Linked DNA regions of Pan troglodytes: region 1 is linked to region 2. A link is a contact called in public Hi-C data. All regions are on one chromosome and are shown on one strand. Each heading gives the region's core, a stretch centred on a gene start, on an enhancer-like site or on the middle of the called end of the contact. The rest is flanking DNA. Distances are from core to core; before and after follow the strand shown. Region 1 overlaps GPA33 (glycoprotein A33). Region 2 overlaps CD247 (CD247 molecule).

Region 1 (5,468 bases), core at 804-3,303, 390 kb before region 2:
CTACCTCCTCTAATTTTGCTGCAGAGCCAGCCTTGCCTGATCCCTGCTGCCACCAGGTGGTTACACGCCATCCCTAAGAGACGCTCTAAATTGTAAATACGATCCTGTCACTGCTCTGTTCAGACATTTCAGGGGCTGCCCAGCAACCACTAGACGTAATCTTCAGTAACAAGTCCAAGCTTCAGGTCACAGATCTGGCCCTGTCAATCATACCAGCTTTGTCTCTTGCCACTTGGTGCTAGGGGCAAAACCAGGGGAGTTGTCCTCTCTCCGCCCCACCGTCACTTTCTTGCAAGATTGCATCTCAAGATTTTCCTTCTCCGGATGTGCTGCTCAGTACACATCCTCAAATGTGATGTCCTTTCATCCTTCCAGCAATCCTCAATATTTCAATCTCCAATTCATGGAGTTAACTGGAGGCTTAAAGAAGTTAAGTGAACTGCTCAAGGTCACAAAATTAAGAAATTATAAAACAGGAACAAAAATCCTGTTTCAGGTCTAGAACTCCCTGGAGCCATTGATAATTTTCTTTTAAAAATTTGTGACCGGGTGCATTGGCTCACGCCTGTAATCCCAGCACTTTGGGAGGCCAAGGCGGGCAGATCACTTGAGGTCAGGAGTTCGAGACCAGCCTGACTAACACAGTGAAACCCCCCGTCTCTACTACAAATATAAAAATCAGCCGGGCATGGTGGTGCGCGCCTCTAGTCCCAGGTACTTGGGAGGCTGAGGCAAAAGAATCGCTTGAACCTGGGTGGTGGAGGTTACAGTGAGCTGAGATCGCACCACTGCACTCCAGCCTGAGCAACAAAGCGAGATTCCATCTCGAAAAATATATATATATAAATAAAATTTTGTATGATAAAAGCAATGTATGCTCCTTATAATAATGTATAAATGATATAAAACTATTATTTCAATTCAATTCAATACAGAAAATCTTTAGCTGCTGATCACAGCTATAAACGAGATGAAGAGGGTCCCTGTCCTCTTGGTGTTTCCAGTCTCCCAAAGAAGACAGACATGAAACAATGGTGGTTACAGTTCAAGATGGAGGTACTATCTGAGCTTATGGCAAGGGGTTTTAATCTCATCCAAAGGGCCAAGGAATGCCTCTTTAAAGAAGAGAGAACAAATAAAAATCATTCATAATTCCATTACCTATAAATAACACTTTGATTTGGTGCTATTTTCTTTCAGTCTTTTCACTTGTACTTTCTTCAAATTCTTCCCTTGACCCCCAGGACACTACTCTCTGGATGCTCATTCTTCATAAAATGTGTCCCCTTCTATCCTAGAATTCCACGCCTCAGTATGTTTTCTGGAACATTGTTTACATGTGATATTAATATGCGGCATGGAGAAGGAGTCCCTAAAAAAGCAAGTTTAGGAATCACTGAGTTAGGGTTAAGTAATCTTTCTAAGGGCAGCACTTTCAGAGCTCCTACAATGCTGTTGAGCACTGGGAACTTCTGACAGCGGGGTGTGGTATTCATGCTCTCATTTGCTAAATGAATTGGATTTGTTATTTTTAAGAGGCATCTTGAAGGAACACACTTTAGGAAATGCTCTATGGCCCTGGGCATGCTTAGGAGGTCTAGAGCTCATAACAGATCCCCACCACTTAAGAGTGTGAAGCTCGGCCTCTGGGTTTAGTGTAGGCAGCACACTGCAGACAGTCAGGACTTTTTTAGTTGTCAAGAGTCCAGCTTTGAGCTCTAGGCCTTGTTTAGGGTGGGAAACATGGGGTTTCCTAGTCCAATGAGTCAGCGCTATCCTCCCCCAGTTCCCTGATGCAAACCGTGTGCACTGGAAGCTGCTAGGATGAACCAGTGCAGGTCTTGTGCCACAGGACCTTCTTTGATTCCGAGTTGGGGCTCCCAAGCCCCTTTTCCTTTGGAAAGGGACTAGTAATTTCTGATATCCGGAGAAAACTAATGTTTCCGCTGCAGTGGCGACACCTTGTGGTCAGAAAGGGGAATGCACAGGACGGTCATACGCTTCCCACGTTCCTCTGCTCCAGCTGTGGAGAGATTCCCCTCAAGAGAACCTCCGGTCTCACCAAGACGCTAATGTCACGTTGACAAGATCTAACGTTTCCGCATCCCCCCAACCCCTACCCAATCCCGTAGCTTGTCGACAAGCCCCTGCTGCCACCTCTCTCTCACAAAGGGCCCTCACGATCCTCCTTGGACTGGTCCCCAACCTTCACAACCGCCTCCCCTTAAGTGCTCCAGGCCCCAGAACTACCCCCTCCCCCACTTCCTTGATATCCAAATTCCTGTTTCTTCAGTGCATGAAACTCAGCTTCCTGGGACACAGCTTACCAAGTCTGTTCAGAGCTATTACACATGGGATCTCCTCTCATCCTCTTCGCAGCTTTTGGGGAATCCCAGTTTTTTTCAAAGGGCAGTACTAAGGGTCAGAGAGGCTGAGAGTGACTCACAGCTCCAAAGTGGAGAAGTCAGGACTTCTTGTTTCCTGATTCTGGATTCCCTGTTCTTTTCACTGCTAGCTTGTTTCCACTGAGGGTTTAGTCAAAGGAATGAATCTCTAATGTTGGAAATTGTCTTCAGATGTAGGAGAGCAGAGGTACCCTCCTCTCCAAATTGTCCACGGTGGACTGAAATGTTTTAAAAGCCAGAAACAATTTGGGCTGACCCACAGAGGAAGAAGAATTAGCAGATTCTTTTTATTTATTTTTTGTTTGTTTGTTTTGTGTTTTTAAGACAAGATCTGGCTCTAGTGCCCAGGCTGCAGTGGCACCATCTTGGCTCACTGCAACCTCTGCCTTCCAGGCCCAAGGATCTTCCCACCTCAGCCTCCCAAGTAGCTGGGACTACAGGCACACACCACCATGCCAGGCTAATTTTTGTATTTTTGGTAGAGACAGGGTTTCACCATGTTGCCCAGGTGGGTCTCGAACTCCTGTACTCAAGCGATCCACCCGCCTCAGCTTCTCCAAGTGCTGGGATTACAGGCATGAGCCACTGCACCTGGCCAGAATTGGCAGATTCTCCAAGGCTCTGCAAAGCAGAGTGGAAACGAAGGCTTTGAGAACTCTGCCCTCACCCCGCAATGTCTCCAGATGCCAGGGCGTGTTGTTACGGACATTAACCATATTCTTTTCTGTCACCCGCAGGTCCCCATTCTGACTCAGCAAATCTTAATTAGAGACAGGATAAAGCTTTCACAAATTAAAGCTTTCACAAATTAAAGACGCAATTCTCTTTTCACCTCCTTTCCTGTCCTCAGGATTCTCCCTTTTGCATAATGAAAGAACTAAGTTTTGGCTTCTAACAACCAGAGGAGTCTCCCTGTGGAGGCAGGAGAGAACTGCAGCTGGGCTGTCCCTTTGTGAGGCTCCTCAAAAGGTACCCGTGGCTTACAGGGCAAAGACGAACCTCCCTAGCGTGACGCACAGGCTCTTCATGATTTCTCATCACTGTGTTTCTTAACAAGAGTATCTCCCACCATTCCTACACCTACACATGCACCCTACCCCTTAGCCACACCAGACAGTCATGATTCCTTCCTGTTCTCCATGCCAAGCCTCCTCATCCTTGAGGACCCAACTCAAATAACAGCTAATAACACTTAGCATTAAATGAGTGCTTACTGCCTACCAGGCACTAGTCTCAATGCTTTACATCTACTTTTTTTTAATCTTCACAACCCTATGAAGTAAACACTAGCATTGTACCCATTTCATAGACATAGAACCTAAGGCACAAAGAAGCTGAGTCACTTGCCAAGGTCATACAGCTAACAAGTGTCCGAGCCAGGAGTCAAGCCCATGGCATGCTCTTAACCACTGTCAACTCCAATACCCACTCCTTGGAGAAACCTTCTTTGATCTTCTTATGCATCTTCTGTGTTACATCACCACTGGGTATAAAGCTATTATAGCATCTGCCACCTATAACATTCAGCTTTGGGTCTCCCTATACACACTTTGCTGGAAAGAAGATCAGACACTACCAGTGTCCACAGCACACCTACCGTGACCATGGCTGGAGTCACTAGACTATTCATAGGCCAGAGAGAGGAGGCCACAGAGCCCCCGGAGAGCTGCCAGGTGGTTTCAACAAAAATTCCAGACACACTCGATAAAAAGTTGCCAACCAGAAATACGTAAACACAACTAGAAGCTTGTTGAAAACCTACACTACATTGACCTATTTTAAGTTAGGTCGAGTGGATTCTACTAACTGTTTTTTTTTTTTTTTTTTTTTTTGAGACGGAGTCTCGCTCTGTTGCCCAGGCTGCAGGCTGGAGTGCGGTGGTGCGATCTCGGCTCACTGCAAGCTCCGCCTCCCAGGTTCACGCCATTCTCCTACCTCAGCCTCCGGAGTAGCTGGGACTACAGGCGCCCGCCACCACGCCTGGCTAATTTTTTGTATTTTTAGTAGAGACGGGGTTTCACCGTGTTAGCCAGGATGGTCTCGATCTCCTGACCTCGTGATCCGCCTGCCTCAGCCTCCCAAAGTGTCTACTAACTTTTTTAAGAAGTCGATTTGCCCCCAAACGAGTGATAAAGCTCTTCCTGGATTGAGTGCACCCCCAATGTGTGCATCCGTCCGGCTGGGCTTATCCAGGACACCAGATATTCTTCCCCCGGGTCCTCACCCCCACCCCCAGGCACCTCATCTTCTCAGAAGAGCTGTGTGCCCTGCTGGCTTTGCTTTCCACCTCTGGCCTCCTTTTCCACCTACACTGAACTGAAAGACCTCCCAGAAGCTAAATCGGATGGACACCTTTCAGGCCTTGTCTTTCTTTTTAAAAAATATTTTATTTTATTTTATTTTATTTTACTTTATTTTATTATTTTATTTTATTTTATTTTATTCATTTTATTTTATTTGAGGCAGGGTCTCGCTCTGTCACCAAGGCTGGAGTGCAGTGGTGTGATCATGGCTCACTACAGCCTCGACCTCCAGAGCTCAAGCAATCCTCCCACCTCAGCCTTCTGAGTAGCTGGGACTAAAGGGTGAGTCCTGCCATGCCCAGCTAATTTTTTAAAAATTTTGTTTGGAGACAGGGGTCTCACAATGTTGCCCAGACTGGTCTTGAACTCCTAACCTCAAGTGATCCTCCTGCCTCAGCCTCCCAAAGTGCTGGGATTATAGGCATGAGCCACGGCACCCAGCAAGCCTTGTCTTTCTTGATCCTCAGGAGCAGGGGTGGGCACTAGGGGCCCTGGGACTCCACCAGGGTATTTCCACACCCATTGGCTCTGGGTGTGGAAAGGACGGTAGGATTTTTATATAGCTCTTTCTTTCTTTTTTTTTTTTTTTCCAGTTTCCTGACTGAAAGGTCCAATACCAAGCTGCCCAGTACAAAACTGGTCTCCTGGCAACTATAGCTGAATCCACCATCGCCTCCCCTAAGAAGGTGGGACCCTTACAGCAACATGGTGCTGTAGTTGTGTGGAGCCATAAAACGGTGGTGTGTCTGGGGCAGCGGGG
Region 2 (5,433 bases), core at 2,725-5,224:
TTGAGCTCCTATAACAGATAAGAAAGTGTCAGACACAGGATGGAGGAACCTCAGAAGGATGGAGTCAGCTGGACTGGGGAGTGTGGTTTCCCTCTCTGGGGTGGCTCATAAAAAGAGGGGCAGGGGCTGGGGAGGGGATGGTAACTGGTCCATCTGGAGACCATCATCCCAGAGGACATCTCAGAGAACACGCATTAACATGACAGTGGATGGGATCCCCAAAGGTCACCAAGTACTATAGGCTGATCAGTCCAACGGGATAAGGATCAACATTCTCATGAGCAAATAGAGAAGCGGGGGCTCAGAGGTGGTAGTCAATTTCACCACAGTCCCATTGCACAGGGAGTGTGAAATCGCTTTCCCCTCCTCTGGGAAGATTCTAATACATTCCTTCTCCACCCCCCTCTAGCCTTTGCAAATTGCTGATGGCTTGGGGGCTCACTAGTGGCAGGCACTAGACTAAGCTCGTTCCATGCATCAAGACATTAAAGCATGTAATCTTTATGGCGCCCTTTGAGACAGGTACAATTACTACACCTGTTTTGTGGGTTAGAAAACTGAGGTTAAACAAGTTGCAGCCGGGTCGCAGAGGTGATAGCCAGGGACCAAACCTAAACCCAAGACTCTGGCGGGCGTGTTCCCTAGGTCCGAGGAGGAGGCTGCCCTTCCTTTCCGGAGGGTCTACGGCGAGGCTGACTTACGTTATAGAGCTGGTTCTGGCCCTGCTGGTACGCGGGGGCGTCTGCGCTCCTGCTGAACTGCAACACAGAGAGCAAAGCGCGTTACTGCTCCTCGAGGGCGCGCAGGGGAGCCGGGGTGCCAGGGCGCGCGGCGACCCGAGGGACAGCCCTACTCCGCTCCTTGGCAACTAACAATGCTGCCCTGCCTCCTGGGGCTGAGCCCTTGCAGGGGCCGGGACGTGGCAGCCCCTTTTTCTGAGCCCAACTGTCCTTTTTCCTCCCGCCTGTGACACGTGCATCCATCACGCTGGCCCAGGACCCGCTGGAGTTTATTCTTCCCGGGCTAGCGCCCTCGCGCGTGCGCAGAGGTGTAAGGTTCTTGGTCTGCGCCCCCGGGGACATGAGTATTCTCTAGGATCCCTTCCTCCGGGGACTCTGAGGACAATCCAGGGTGGATGGCGGCTGGTCAAGATCCCGCCTCCTATCTTGACCCCCGGAGCAGTGTACTGTACGTGCATCACTCGCCCAGCCCTCAGCCATCGCCCGGCTGCCCCGGTGCCCAGGAAGCCTCGCGTTCGCTTAGTGTCCTGAGCATCTGTGGGAAGCTGACACAGCCTCACTCTTGCTTCACTTCATGCCGCTTCAGGCGGGAGAAACTGCAATGTCTTACAGATCTAGAGCGTTGGAAACAACCTTAGAAATCATCTAGGGCAGCATTTTCAAACTTAAAACAAGAAACTCAGTAAGATTTGGTTTTTCAAATAAAATATGATGCCAAAGTCCAAAATTCAAACAAGAAATGGGTTGAGAAGCACCGAAGTGATGACTGGGACTGGATTCTCCCCTTTACTCCTAAATTCTTCCAATCTCTGCCCACACCATGACCAGCCCCACGAAGAAACCCAAGGTCTGCAAGACACCAAGTGAAAAACCCATGCTCTGGTCCGCTCCCCCAATTACAGATGAGGAAAGGGCCTTTTCAAGAGAAAGGCTAACATGGCCTTCATTCACACTTGGAAAGAAGGACCTCTGCCTGAGTGTAAGCCCCTTTGTCACCAGTAGCATCGCCTTCCCTGGGACAGTCTGATGTGCACACATTTGTACGGCTTGTCATGGAGGTGCCTAGCACCAGGCTCTCCCTCCTACCCTGTCCATCTCAGCCAGACACTGCCACCTCCTCCTCAGCCCACTCAAGGCACACACTTGGCTGGTCCTTGCTTTGCTCCTGGATACCAAGCCCCAGGCACCACCCAAGCTTGAGACCTTCCAAGACCAAGGCCCCTCTGAACATCCATCAAGTGGGGGACCCCGTGCCCTCCTCCCAAAGCCCAGTGGTACCCACCTTCACTCTCAGGAACAGGGCAGTGAGAATGACACCATAGATGAAGAGGATTCCATCCAGCAGGTAGCAGAGTTTGGGATCCAGCAGGCCAAAGCTCTGTGCCTCTGTGCCAAGAGATAAAGCTGGTCAGCCAGGCCCAAGGTGACGAGAACACATCCCCATTACCCTAGGGTGGCACTAGGACTGACTGACCAAATACATCATGACACGGAGACTATATCCAATCCCCATGCCTCAGCCTGATCACAACCCTCTCCCTCCCTCCCACATCAACCAGCTCCTGGAAAACCTATTGGCACCAACGGAAGATGTGGCCACTGTGGGGCCAAAGAACCTGGGGCAATGGGAGGGGAGGTGGAAACAAGGTGAGCAGATGAGGCTGTTCTCTGTGCATAGAGCTCCTGCCACTGCAGCAGAAGCCCAGCCATGTTAGCCCCTGTGTGAACCAAGAACTCTGGAAGCCTCGGGAAGATGTTCACGTCTGGATGAATGGTACTCCTGGCCTGAGGTGTGTGGCTCTGAGGCCTACCCACAGGGAGACAATAGGTCAAATGATGGTCAAATGAGATCATTTCAATATCTGACAGTTAACTAGGACAGGGAGAATCTGGGTTAACTCTCCCCCCACTCCCTGCCTCCTCAGTGCCAAGCACTCTCCCGCCTAGGACAGTGGGATCTGGTGCTCGGCTTCCCTTCCCTGTGCCCTGAAGGGTTTCATGGCCAACAGACAGAGGTACCTTTGGTGCCCCTCCCCACCTAGGCCCAGCATCTCCCTGTCCCCTAGTCCCAGCTCCATGGCCTCAGGCTTCTCTGTCTCCCCTCCTCCCACTACACACACCCCATTCCCAGGACACGCCTTGCTCTTCCAGACTATTTGCCCTGTGCCTTGCACTCACTGTTCCCTTTTCATGTTCCCTCCATTTCTCTCCCTGAAACCCTACTATTTGGTAACATTTGATGCATCCTACAAAATGCAGCTCAAAGGTCCCTTCTGTGTTAGCTTCTCCCACTGCAAATTTCCCAGGGGCCCCTAACTCCTAGTGCCATATTAACCTTTGTCAAGCTGTAGTTAATGCACGTTTAGTTGGCACTGCCATTGGAGTACAATGGGCTGAAGAATGCAGATACACTAAATACTCTGGTTAAATAAAAGTTTGCATTTTTGGGCTGGGGGCGGTGGCTCACGCCTGTAATCCCAGCACTTTGGGAGGCCGACACGGGTGGATCACTTGAGGTCAGGAGTTCAAGTCCAGCCTGGCCAACGTGGTGAAACCCCATCTCTACTAAAAATACGAAAATTAGCTGGGCGTGGTAGCTGGCAGCTTTAATCACAGCCACTCTGGAGGCTGAGGCAGGAGAATCGCTGGAACCTGGGAGGCAGAGGTTGCAGTAAGCCGAGATCACGCCACCGCACTTCAGCCTGGCACACAGAATGAGGCTCCGTCTCAAAAAAAAATTTAAAAAGGTAGTGTTTTTATTTGGAACATCACTGCACTGTGAATGAGGAGACTCGGATTTTAGTCTGACCATACTTCCTACTAGGTAAAAGTGCAGCAACTCAACCTGTAAAACAGGGTGTGGTATCCATCTCACTCCACCCCTGCCTGGTAACTAGAGCAGAGGTCCCAGGCCAGCCCCGCTAGTGTCTGTCTCCCAAGGCCTGGGCGCCCTCTGGTGGCCTTTGGACCCAGATGAGGGCAGAGGGAGTGGAGGCCATATGTGGGAGTGCTGTCCTTCTTTCTGGCTGTCTGATTTGGGGCAGGTTATGTATGCTCTGTCAGCTGCCTCTTCTGTTGAACAGGGTGAAAACTAACATTTCTTCAGACACTGCCTTAAATGTAATCATCGTCAGATCCTCCTGCCACCCACACTCGGACACTGAGGCACCGAGGATTCGGGTTCAGAGCACACGGTCACAGGCAGCCCAGGACTGATCCCTAGCAGTTCTCACCCCCTTCCTGCCCCTGGGCCAGCCCTGCGTACCCCTCCATGCCAGCAACGTTTTGGCCTCCCCGACGAACTATGGAAGCAGATGATTCAAAGGCAGCCACCAGTGTCCCTACCCCCACCACCCTGAATCCCTCTGTCCCCTGGCTTTTGACTCCAACCCTAATTCAGGACCCCTCTTGCCCCCAGGCAGCTGATCTCTGCAAACTTCCCACAGACCCTGCCCAGAGACCATTGATGACCCAGCCACTCGGACGAGAGTCCAAGCTCTTTGTCCAGCCATGTTAGGGCTCTGCTGTAACCAGTCCAGGCCTGAAAAGACCACAGCTTTGTGCCACCCTGTCCCTCTGCTCTTGTCTTTTACACCCCATTCTTCCTTGAACACACCCATATTTTTCTACCCCCTGGCCTGTTGAGCTAGATCTTTTTCTAGGCCTGCGTTCTACCCCTCCACTCAACACCTGTTGAAATCAGACTGTCCCACCACCTGAGCCCCTGAGGAAAAAGTGAGAGGATGTCGGTTCAAGAGCCTATATCCCCCAAAGCGCTCTACAAACCCAACTCCTCAGGACTCAGATGCCCCTCCATCTAGGCTGTCAGCACCTGAGACCAATGGCTGCATCTTCATTATTGCCTCTTCCTCCAGCCCCAGCATCAGAGTGCAGGGCACAGGGTAGACAATCACTCGATATCATGGAATTTTTCAGGGCTGAGCTTCAGTGATGAGGAAGATGCTGGGCCCAGCCCCAGGTGTGCCTGCCCTCTGGCCCCAAGGTATTGCTGGAAGTCCTCACTGACCTAGGGACGATCTAAAGGCCTCTGGGGGACAAGCCAGCCCCCATGAAGGCCACCAAAGCTGGGGTGACTTTTTGCTGTGAGGACTGCAGAGGAGATAACCGTGGCGATTTATGGGACTGGTTGAGACTCAGAAGAAAATCCAGGAGAAAATCACTCAGCTGCTTGTCACAGAAAATGAGAACAGAAAAATTACTGGACAGTAAATTTAGCACAAATAAGAAATATTTATTTGTGTTGTGCAGACTCAGCACAACACAAAGGGGCAGGGGGATTGGGCACGTCCCTGAGATAAATAATATGAACAAGTTTCCTCCCTTTCTTCCTTCCCTCCTTCCTTCTTCCTTTCTTTCTGCATAGTTTTATGACTGATGACAAGTGTGCTGTGTGTGGTTGGGTGGAGGAGAGGATATTAACCCCAACATAATTCCCTGTGTAGGACCCTCCTCTCCTCGGTCCCACTATGCCTGTGCTGGGAGAGATGGGCCTGAGGAAGACAGTCATGGCCCAGAAAGCTCCATGCAGGGATGCAGGACCTGATTCAGTTACGCAATTAATTAAATATTCATTGGGCATCTGCTCTGTGCCGGGAACTATTGAAATGGAATGAACTCTGGATTGCGTGCAGGTGGGTTCGAGTACTTCTCTTGCCACTTACTAGCTGTGTGG

The links. A called contact is a pair of places that touch in the nucleus more often than the background predicts.
Region 1: a Hi-C map of induced pluripotent stem cells shows a contact between it and region 2, with 4 times the contacts expected there. The contact joins two enhancer-like sites. A contact is called at or near these places in 5 of 7 Hi-C or Micro-C datasets (blood, induced pluripotent stem cells, a lymphoblastoid cell line and 1 more) and 1 of 1 other capture datasets (stem cell-derived neural stem cells).

What each region holds. Positions count from the first base shown.
Region 1 is chr1:82,057,431-82,062,898 of NHGRI_mPanTro3-v2.0_pri, reverse strand. The region is part of intron 4 of GPA33 (glycoprotein A33); the gene reads right to left. LOC107969148 (a long non-coding RNA gene) reads left to right here. Exons shown (of 2, transcript XR_001710789.4): 2 at 936-1,171. Among named protein-coding and RNA genes, the nearest start is that of GPA33, 30 kb to the right of the region's middle. Within about 2 kb of position 2,053, at least 4 of the 24 cell types and tissues checked have an H3K27ac peak or open chromatin away from gene starts, as enhancers often do. A contact at or near this core is called in induced pluripotent stem cells and stem cell-derived neural stem cells, where this site is marked.
Region 2 is chr1:81,665,907-81,671,339 of NHGRI_mPanTro3-v2.0_pri, reverse strand. CD247 (CD247 molecule) reads right to left here. Exons shown (of 9, transcript XM_054673005.2): 3 at 2,023-2,126; 4 at 702-758; 5 at 1-8. Among named protein-coding and RNA genes, the nearest start is that of CD247, 77 kb to the right of the region's middle. Within about 2 kb of position 3,974, at least 2 of the 24 cell types and tissues checked have an H3K27ac peak or open chromatin away from gene starts, as enhancers often do. A contact at or near this core is called in induced pluripotent stem cells and stem cell-derived neural stem cells, where this site is marked.